2 separate regions of the Mus musculus genome follow, and region 1 is linked to region 2. Evidence: chromatin contacts called from public HiChIP or PLAC-seq data. All regions are on one chromosome and are shown on one strand. Each heading gives the region's core, a stretch centred on a gene start, on an enhancer-like site or on the middle of the called end of the contact. The rest is flanking DNA. Distances are from core to core; before and after follow the strand shown.

Region 1 (4,410 bases), core at 1,729-4,228, 320 kb before region 2:
GCCCTCATCGCCTGCCTGCCCATGATCATTAGGATGGATCTATGGATCCATATGATGCTCTTCTCCTTCAGACTTAGGCACCCGTGGTGGAGCAGCGCTCTTGTGTGGGGTCTGGGGGTGATTCAGGAGCAGCTGACTTAGGACCTGAGCCCAAAAGGGCAGGAATTGCAACACAGTTCCAGGAAGTGATTCCCTTATGCTGACAAGAGTTAGGGCTCGAGTTGTAAACAACCCAGCCTTTCCCCAGCCAATGAGGTTGGCCAAACAAGCCTAGCATCACCTGTATCTCTGAGCCCTCCTCCGGGGTACAGGATTTTAACCTCTTGTGTGTCAGAGAGGCCTAGCGGGGTGTGTAACTCCAGAGTTGTTCCCACCGATCTGAAGGCTTGCCCTGACCTGTGCTGTGGCCTGTGCCAAGTATGCAGGAAACTCCCTTTGCTCCCAGCCTCACCTGTAGGCTCTGACCCCGGCTGGGCTATCAGCTGCTTCGGGCTTGGGGATAGGGGAGAGTGGGAGTGGCCGGCTTCCCCCCACCCAAGCTGAAACTCAGGAGTGAAACCAGGTCCACAACCCTCAGCAGATGAGGAACCGCTCTTAGAATATTCCGGAGAAGGGAGGCTGGCGGGAGAGACAGGAGTTCCGGATAAATCCCTGTCCTATGAGCCTTTCGAGATGCAGGCAAGTCTAAATAAGCACACTCATAAACCCGGCCCCAGTACCCCGTGGAGCAAAATGGATGCTTTGTCAGGAAAAGGACTCCCCGGAAGAGTATCACAAAGCCAGGAAAGAAACTGTCCCCATCATTTTCTTCCTCTCCCGGACTGGGCAAGTTTCTTTCTCCATCTCTGAGCCAGGCAAAACCACAGACTATGAAACTGGAACCACAGGAGAGGACTCTGGTGTCTGCGGCTGAGTGGGGGAAGGGACAAGCACCAGACACACCAACTGGGAGGAGAGGGCTGTCCTGGAGCTGTGGAGGCTCGGTGAAAGGGATCTAGCTGCCTCAGAACCCCTCTCCCTTCAGCTTGGCCGGAAGACAGAGCAACTCTGGTGGGTGGCAGGACCCGGTTGGCTGGCATTGTCTTGATCAATAACCGCAGGGTATTCCCTATGAGAAAGTCAAGGAACATCTCCCACTTTCGGAGGCTGAGAGGGTGGGGGCTCTCCAGCTCAACATCAAGTCTTGGATCCTGGCCTCTGGATCGGTCCCGCCCTACTTCCCACCCTACTGTGTGCCAGAAGCAAATGGTGGTTCTGGCTCTGGGAGGACCATGACCCACTTAGAGCAGAGCCAGGGCTGCCGCGCCTCCCCTAGGGCACCTACTGGAGGCTGGGGAGGGAAAAAAAGACGTTGGCAGTGGGCAGTTTTCCAGAGGCTCCTTTTGTTAGGCACTCTCTGGGGCTAAGATGGTAGCTTTAGGCCTGGGAAAGGAGCCTGCCTCCTCTCTCTGACAATTGGGTTTGGTTTCCAGTCTCAGGGAGGATTTTACTCTTTCCAGTTTCCATGCACAACTGTGGCCCGACTCCTAGGGCTACACTTGGCCTTTCAGCTCCAGGTCTCTTCAGTGATACAGGCAGCATGTGCCCAGGAGAGGTTCATTCTGAGGGTGCGCCCCGGCCTGGGCCCAGAGAAGAGGGAGTCAAATCCAGACCGTATCCTTCATTTGGGCCCTTCCCAGCCCTTCCCTACCACACCCAGGTCCTCACCAGGCTGAGTGGGTTGGGATGGCCCAAAATAAGAAGCTGATTAAATCCGTCTCCCACCTTCACCCCAAAATAAGAGAGGGAGGGAAAACTTCCTCGGACTACTCCCATGCCGCTTCCTTCAGGACCGGGGTGGGCTATGGTCACGGAAGAGTTAGGGATGGGGGTGGGGGCGCCAGAGTCAGTTGGGACACTCAGGGGAGACCCAGGCCAACCCTCAACTAACTCACCGAGCGAGCGACTCCCCCTAGTCTCCCCGCGATCAATGCAGAAAAATAATTATCAACAACAAAAAGGCCCCCCAAGGCGCCGGTAGGGGTGTGGAGGACGAGGGAGGAGGTGGCCAGGCTGAGCCCCGCTGCTCACAAGAAGAGCTTTGTGTGCGCGGAAGTTCGGCCCGCCGCGATCCTCGACGCCCGGGCCAGCGGCCCGCACCGAGGGCGGTCCAGGGGAGGCGGGTACAGCTTGGGCGCCCCCGACGCCCCCACTTGGTACGGATGCGTCCGTGCAGGGCCTCGGGCACCTGAGCGCTGCCAAACTGAAGGAACAACTCGCGTGTGACACCGGCCCGGACGGCGCGGAGTCCAGTGTCTCTGAGGCTCCCGCCTTGTGCCACAGTGCGCGCAGAGCTTGGAAAAGCGAGGCCCGGGCCCCGCTGCAGAGTTCTTCCAGGGAAGGGAGGAATGGGAAAGAGTCGGTGGCGGCGGAAGGGGGGTTGTTGGAGGCAGGCAAAAGTTGGATCAACTTGCAAGTTTGCAGATGAGGGGAGAAAAAGAAAGGCTGGCGCAGCAGAGCCCCCCCAGAGCCCATCTCTCAGCGGGGGCTGTCCCCTTGGAGACCCCCGGGCTCGCCTACCCGGCGGGCGAAACTCCGGGAAGGGCCGGAGGAGCTCACTTACTTCGGGGCTGAAGTTGCTGCCTTGGGCCCAGCCGAGGGAGGCGAGCGCCGTGCCAAGCGTGAGCAGGGGGAGCAGGAGGCTGCGGGAGGGTCGAGGGGCGGGAGACATGGTCCCCGGCGTCGGGGCGCCGGGCGGTGCGGGCTCCGCGGCGGGGCCCACGCCCTGGGGTCGCGCCGCCTCTCTTGGGGCGCCTTTGTCTTCTAAAGGAACGGAATGTGGATTCCTAGAGCGCGGTCGGCTTGGAGGTGAGGGAATTGCTCCTGGAAATGTCTGTTTGCTCTTCTCTTTTCCGTTTTTTGATCTTTCTTCTGCTTAGTCGGCGAACTGAGTTGGAAGCCCTCTCTGCTCTCCTTTGGTCCCTCCCTTCTCCCACAGCCTCTCCTCCGCCCCCGCCCCAATGCCCTCCTTTTTCGGTGGGGACGTGGTGTTTCAGCTCGAATCCAATTACAGCAGGAGAGAAGGGGAAAAAAAAGTTTGTCTTTTCTGTGGTGCAGGCTGCCATCTGCAGGGGTTGAGGCCGCAGCCGGCAACTAACTAGGAGCCTGGGTGTCCCAGGGGACGGGATGCGGAAGACTTTCTCTTCCTAAGCATTTTTTGGGTGGCCTGATTCCCGTAGTATTCAGCATGTCTCACTTGAGAGTGTTTAAGTATTGGGAAGCCCGATGGCTAGGAATGGTGGAGACATGAAGTCTAACTTGCGAGTGAGGAAGGTTGGGAGAAGGGACATTTACTAACAAGAGGGTTGTATGCTGAGACCTGTGGACAGCCTCCTTCTCCTCCTCTTGCCCCAAAGTTAAGACTGTAACAAAAGCCACATGCCCAACAGCCACCGCAATTACTTTGAATTGGGGGACCGACCCCTTTATTAATGGCTTTTACAATCTGGCTGTTCTATTAAGTGTGAACTGCCTGGGTAGGAAAGGGCTTCAAGGTCACAGGATCGGGGGAAGCCCGATGGATAGAAGTGGTGAAATTTGTTGGAAGAGGAAGGAATGGGAGGTAGGGTTTTGGAGTTTCCTTTAGTCTTTACAGTGGAGACAGTTCCTTCGAGCGCGCAGCTTCCGTGATGGCTGGGCAGGGAGAACAAAAGGAGAGGCAGACAGGGGAGAGGGAGGCCAGGCTGCGCTGGCTCTCCGAGAGGGAGACAGATAAGAGGTTGACAACTAGATATGGAAACACACCAGCAGTGGGACAGAGGCAGGAAAAGTGTGGGAGACAGAAAACTCGACCATCAGCGAAATGTAAGATCCAAGAATTGCATTTGGTCAGCGAGAGGAAGGCAGTGGGGAGAGGGAAGGAAAGCAAGCAAGGGAAGCGGTAAGGGAAGGGGGCAGGAATAAAGCCAGGTAGGAAGCTGCAGAGATCCACAGCTGCCAGCTTTGTGGTGGATGATGGGAGCCAAACACGGAGCACTGGAACGGGAACAAAGGTCCTTGCCTCCAGAATCCAAGGGAGGCTCACGATCAATACAATGAATGGTTGCTAGGTCATGGGCAGCGACCTTGTGTGTGGGGGTGGGGAAGCAAGGACCCTCTTTAACCTCTGGAACTTAAGTCTGATTATTACTCCTTCAGCAGAAGACCCCGAGTTTAATCCTTCCTATATCTGCCTTACAGTGTGAGTGTCTCCTGGACCATGTACCCAGATACTAGCTGCTTGTTAAGAAAGGGACTTCTAACAGGTATGGTGGCACATGGCTTTAAATCCAGACAGAGGTGGGAGGATCTTTGTGATTGCCAGACAACTTGGTCTACCTGGCCAGTTTCAGGACAGCCAGTGCTACCGTGAGACCATGTCTTAAAAAGGAA
Region 2 (4,535 bases), core at 250-2,749:
CTGCCTGTCTTCCTAAAGCCCCTAGAACAAGTACAGTAACTCTTTGCTCTGGAGTGTGGCAGAAACCGTACAAGTTAAGATTCGACCATGATCCTAACAGTAGAGTTAGCTCAATGACCCAACTTTCTCTAAAGACACATTATAGTGATGGTAGCCAGACCTGTGAATTGTTAGCACTTCCAAGGATTATAAGGTTGATGGAGTTCAAGCCAGGGCTGTGCTGTGGTCAAGTCACTGATGTGAAGGGGTGGATGTTAACTTTCAGCCTATGAGATGGAATGGACCTGAAAGATATCTCCCTTGAACCCCAGAGCAATGAACCTTTAACCAAACCAAAGCAAACCAAAAATCCCAGAAGTAAGAAGGGAAGAAGAAACTGTTTTGCAAATAATCTGAGATGATCATTGTTGTAAGACTGGGAGGCAGAACTGAGATGTGGAAAATGTGAAGGATGGACATATTTGAGTAGAGTTTACTCAAGGGCTTAAATGTAAAAGGTAAAGGCAATGGAACACACACACACACACAAACACACACACACGAGAGAGAGAGAGAGAGAGAGGGGGGGGGGGCAGAGAGACAGAGAGAATAAATTCCGAAGGAGACACCAAAGAATGACTTGATTTGGAACAATAGTATACAGAGAATTTTCTTACTAGTGTTCTATCATGAGTGGGTTTTGGTTGCCTAGAGTAATAACAGAGACACTAAAGAAGAAATCTCCCCACAGAGACTTCTAAAGAGCTTGGGAAAGTTAACTTATAATGGAATGGCCCTATAATGGAACTGAGAATTCATAAGAAGGTCCTGATGGGAGTTATCTTCAGAAGCAAAGTTCTAAGAAATACAAATAGGTCATAGCATTTGCAGAAAAAGTGAGAATTTTATGCTTAATACATGCTCATACTTAATATAGTTTGGGATGTGTAAATTAGCACTGGAATATTAGTGAGTTCTCTGTTCCACTGAAAGGCTGGGTCTCGATGCCTGTGTGTTCAATCAGGAGACATGGGAGTATGCTTCAGGTCATTGGCTATTTAGTGGAACTTCAGGCTCAGTGTCACTGTGAGGTGTCCTGTGTTTTCAGACCTCTGTTTTGAGGGCTGTGCAGGCCTGTTACTGTACCTATACACTTTGCTTTCTTTATACTCCATACAAGTACAAGACCTCATTGTGGTGATACAGATAATATATTGCCATCCCAGTCTCAGACTCAATCAATATCAGTACCTCAAGTAGTTTATAAGATTGAAATTTGAGGTCATAATACATGAATATACACTTTCTGGTTTTACTTACTGTTCTCCAATGTAGCCAGATAATGCTCTGTCTGGTTACTTGGCAACCAGCTGTATATTAGATCCTTTCAGGGACATTGCAAAAATGCTTCTTTAGAAGACTCGGGGAAAAGGTAAGACTAAAGACAGAGCACAGCCTGGAGCTCCAGCTGCTGACTGGGGCAGAGAAGAGGGAATAACAGCTGAGAAATATGAGGTCTTTGGCCCCTTTCCCAGAATTGCCAGGCTAAGACCTTGGCAGGGACTCAACAGGAAGCTGAACCCTATTTGCATATCCTTTTATACTTGGGAGATTAAAAGCTTCAACCTTGAGCGATCACAGTTTTTGAGAATCATGACAAGGCAGTAAAGTAGAGGTGGGGTGTCCCGAGGGAAGTGAGCAGGAAGCCTCCCGGGGTAGGTGTGAGACTGACAACGACTTTCAATTGCCTTTGATTGATGATAAGTGTCTTTCATTTAGTTCTTTTTCAAAAATATTCTTATTGGGTCACACAAAGGAATCAGCAGGGCAGGGATCTTTGCTTCCCCAAATCTTGGGAATCTGTCTAAGTCAACCCCTTTGTTCCATAAGCTAAATCTTCTTTCTGTGCAGCCGCTGACATCGATTATCACTGAAGGAGTCCTGGAGATAACCAACTATCAACTCAATTGTGCAGATGCCATCAGAGGCTCAAAGAGCTCAACTGACTTATCCAAAGTCACACACAAAGTTCAAAGTGAGTTCTGACTCCCCCGTGAGCTTTTAGCTCTCCTTTAGCAGGTGGAAATTTCCTCAGGTCTCAAGTGACTTCTCTCAGACCCATGATTTGGCAGAACTGCTCTTCGATATTGTCTCCCATCAAAGCATGCTTTTCTCTGGCAAGACAGTGACTCTGATTCCCTGGCTTTTCCCCCAGTTTTCCTGGACCTGTTCCCTGTGGTTCCTTAATGGAAGAATGAACTTATTTATCCCTGAGATTCATTTAGGAGAACTTGGCTTTCTTGACAAAGTAGTAGTATAAAGAGAACTGGGCTTTCTTGGCAAAGTAGTAGTATAAAAACTAACCTTCTGTAGACAACATGGACAGTACAAGGATAAGTGAATACTACCCTTCATATTAGTAATTAACATAATAGTTTTCAAGGACAGGAAAAGCTCTATTCTTAAAAGGGCACATTAACTATGACCTGGGATGAGGGGGTCCCTGCAGGTGTCACAGGAGCAGGGAAACAACCCTCAAAGAGAAGAATGAAGACTCAGTTCACCCTGACCTAGGCCGGATCAAACTTCTAGAAAGTCTAACAGCAGGCATTCTATTGCCAGTATATTTAAACACAGTACAATTTGGGATAAAATTTCCAGGAAACAGATTACCGGGTAGCAATCATTCCAATTCCAGGCGCACAAAAAAGCTTAAGGCATGATTACACAGAAATTCCCGCTCAAAGTACATGTAACCACGAAGGTGGGTTTTATAGCTAACAGACTAGAATCTAGCATGGTCTCTGACCTAGATAGCATAGAGGTCAGGAGACCATAGGTAGATGTGATATCTTTCCTAAGGATAGGTTTTATTACCTGGGAGCTAAAGACAAAGGTCTGGGGGTGGTGGTGCAGAGTCTGGGATAATCATTCTGGGGCATTTGGGTGAGGTCTGGTTCCACAAATAGCAAAAGGTCACCAGGTCATTAACAAGACCCACTCTCATTCTGGGTGGAATGCAGGTATTTGATTTTATCTCCTCCACTGAGGAGACACCCTGCGTGTTTAACATTCCTGGTTTCCCTAGTCATCTGTGGGTACAAAGACTTTTGTGCTCCTAACTTGGGGAGGCCCTTCACGAGAGCATTCCTAAAGCTGGGCAAGGGCAACCTTTATAAAAAATGTGGATTTTTTTACGTTGCCTTTGTCCAGATGTCTGATCAAGTCTGCTGGAAAATGGTTTCTATGAAAAATTTGTTGTTTCTGCTATTCTAGTAAACTAGAGACATGTTCACTTGGCACAGGCGAGGGACCTTAGGGACCAGTGCTTATTAAGGTGACACACTCACCCCTCCAGTGATGGCATGGCTTTTAGAACTTCTAATATAAACAGCACAGGGAATTAATTTAGATTAGTCTTTGGAAAGAAGATTCTTGACACGTCATCTCTATGAAAAAGAATGTTGGCAATACATTAGGGGTTAGAAAATGCTAATAGTTATTGACGCTGAGCCCCCTCACCCCCCAGGCTAGAGCCTTTGGTGTTTTCTGTGTAAGACCCCCTTTACCGTGGGATGTTAATTTTGTTGAGCACCTCTGGGGTGTGCATCATAGATGCTCCTTGTAATAGCCCTGTGAACTTATTCTTCCTATTTTATGGGTAAAGGATAGATTAAAGGCTTAAGAGAATTTGAACAAACTACTGTAAGATCCTGGAACTCGTAAGTAAGGAGTTGTTATCATCACTGTTTAAACACACATGCAACTTATGAACCAAATTCTTAAATAAATTCTTAAGATAAATGAAACAACTTTCCCAGTAATATCCATATTATGAAAAAAGTAATTTCAGCACATGTTAATATTTTTTGTGGTTGGTTATTACATTTGTTTTTATATATCGCTTAGTTATCTGTATTTTATTGGCATGTATTAGGAAACATTCCTTTTAAATTGTGATGTGAGACTTTTTGTTAGTACAATAAGGAAGCTTTCATGGATTTGCAGATATGGGAACGCTCAGAGGTAATTATCTAAGACTTGAGAAGAGACTTGTGTCTTTTGTCTTGGCATGATCATACCTTTTGCCCTTGTTGGTTTCTTTCAGTATCCTATAAGACTAGAGAGGACAACTCTGATGGGAAGCCAGCTCCATCCAAGAGGGAGGGTTCAGACCTTCTGTCTACTGAGCAGTCATAGCCTTTTGCCAGTGGAAACTTCTGAAGGGGTAGAACCTTTATGCCTCATCCTTCTGCTCTTTCCCCTTTGGTCCAGGCAGTTTTGGAAACAGTAATGAGTAAGGGAAAAGACAAGGAAACTCAAAGGAGCAAAGTGAGCAGGTTGTATCTTCAGGGAATAAGGAAGTTGTCTAAGTATAAAAGTAAGGGTTGGAAAATTGCTGAAGGAAGACCCCAGACTCAGATAGTATGCAAAAACAAAGAGTGCTTATTCTGCAGAAACAACCAGCATGCGGGAGTCAACCATTCTTTGAAATGGCAACCCCAGATAAAGGCACATAGGCCTTCTTATAGGCAACTAGGGGGACTCTCAAGAAG

What was found. HiChIP or PLAC-seq counts read pairs in DNA pulled down with a chosen protein or histone mark.
Region 1: an H3K27ac HiChIP or PLAC-seq map of embryonic fibroblasts shows a contact between it and region 2, with 2.7 times the contacts expected there. The contact joins the promoter of Mmp14 here to the enhancer-like site in region 2. A contact is called at or near these places in 7 of 39 promoter capture datasets (the 3T3-L1 cell line, the HPC-7 cell line, cranial neural crest and 4 more) and 3 of 115 datasets of contacts at active chromatin or transcription factors (embryonic fibroblasts, embryonic stem cells and pancreatic cancer cells).

Annotation. Positions count from the first base shown.
Region 1 is chr14:54,430,166-54,434,575 of GRCm38.p6, reverse strand. It overlaps Mmp14 (matrix metallopeptidase 14 (membrane-inserted)), which reads right to left and starts at 2,978. Exons shown (of 10, transcript NM_008608.4): 1 at 2,603-2,978. The coding sequence starts at 2,710.
Region 2 is chr14:54,105,900-54,110,434 of GRCm38.p6, reverse strand. It overlaps Gm30275 (a long non-coding RNA gene), which reads left to right. Exons shown (of 4, transcript XR_003951148.1): 3 at 1,891-2,014. It also overlaps Tcra and Tcrd. Among named protein-coding and RNA genes, the nearest start is that of Gm30275, 18 kb to the left of the region's middle. Within about 2 kb of position 1,499, at least 103 of the 459 cell types and tissues checked have an H3K27ac peak or open chromatin away from gene starts, as enhancers often do. A contact at or near this core is called in embryonic fibroblasts and pancreatic cancer cells, where this site is marked.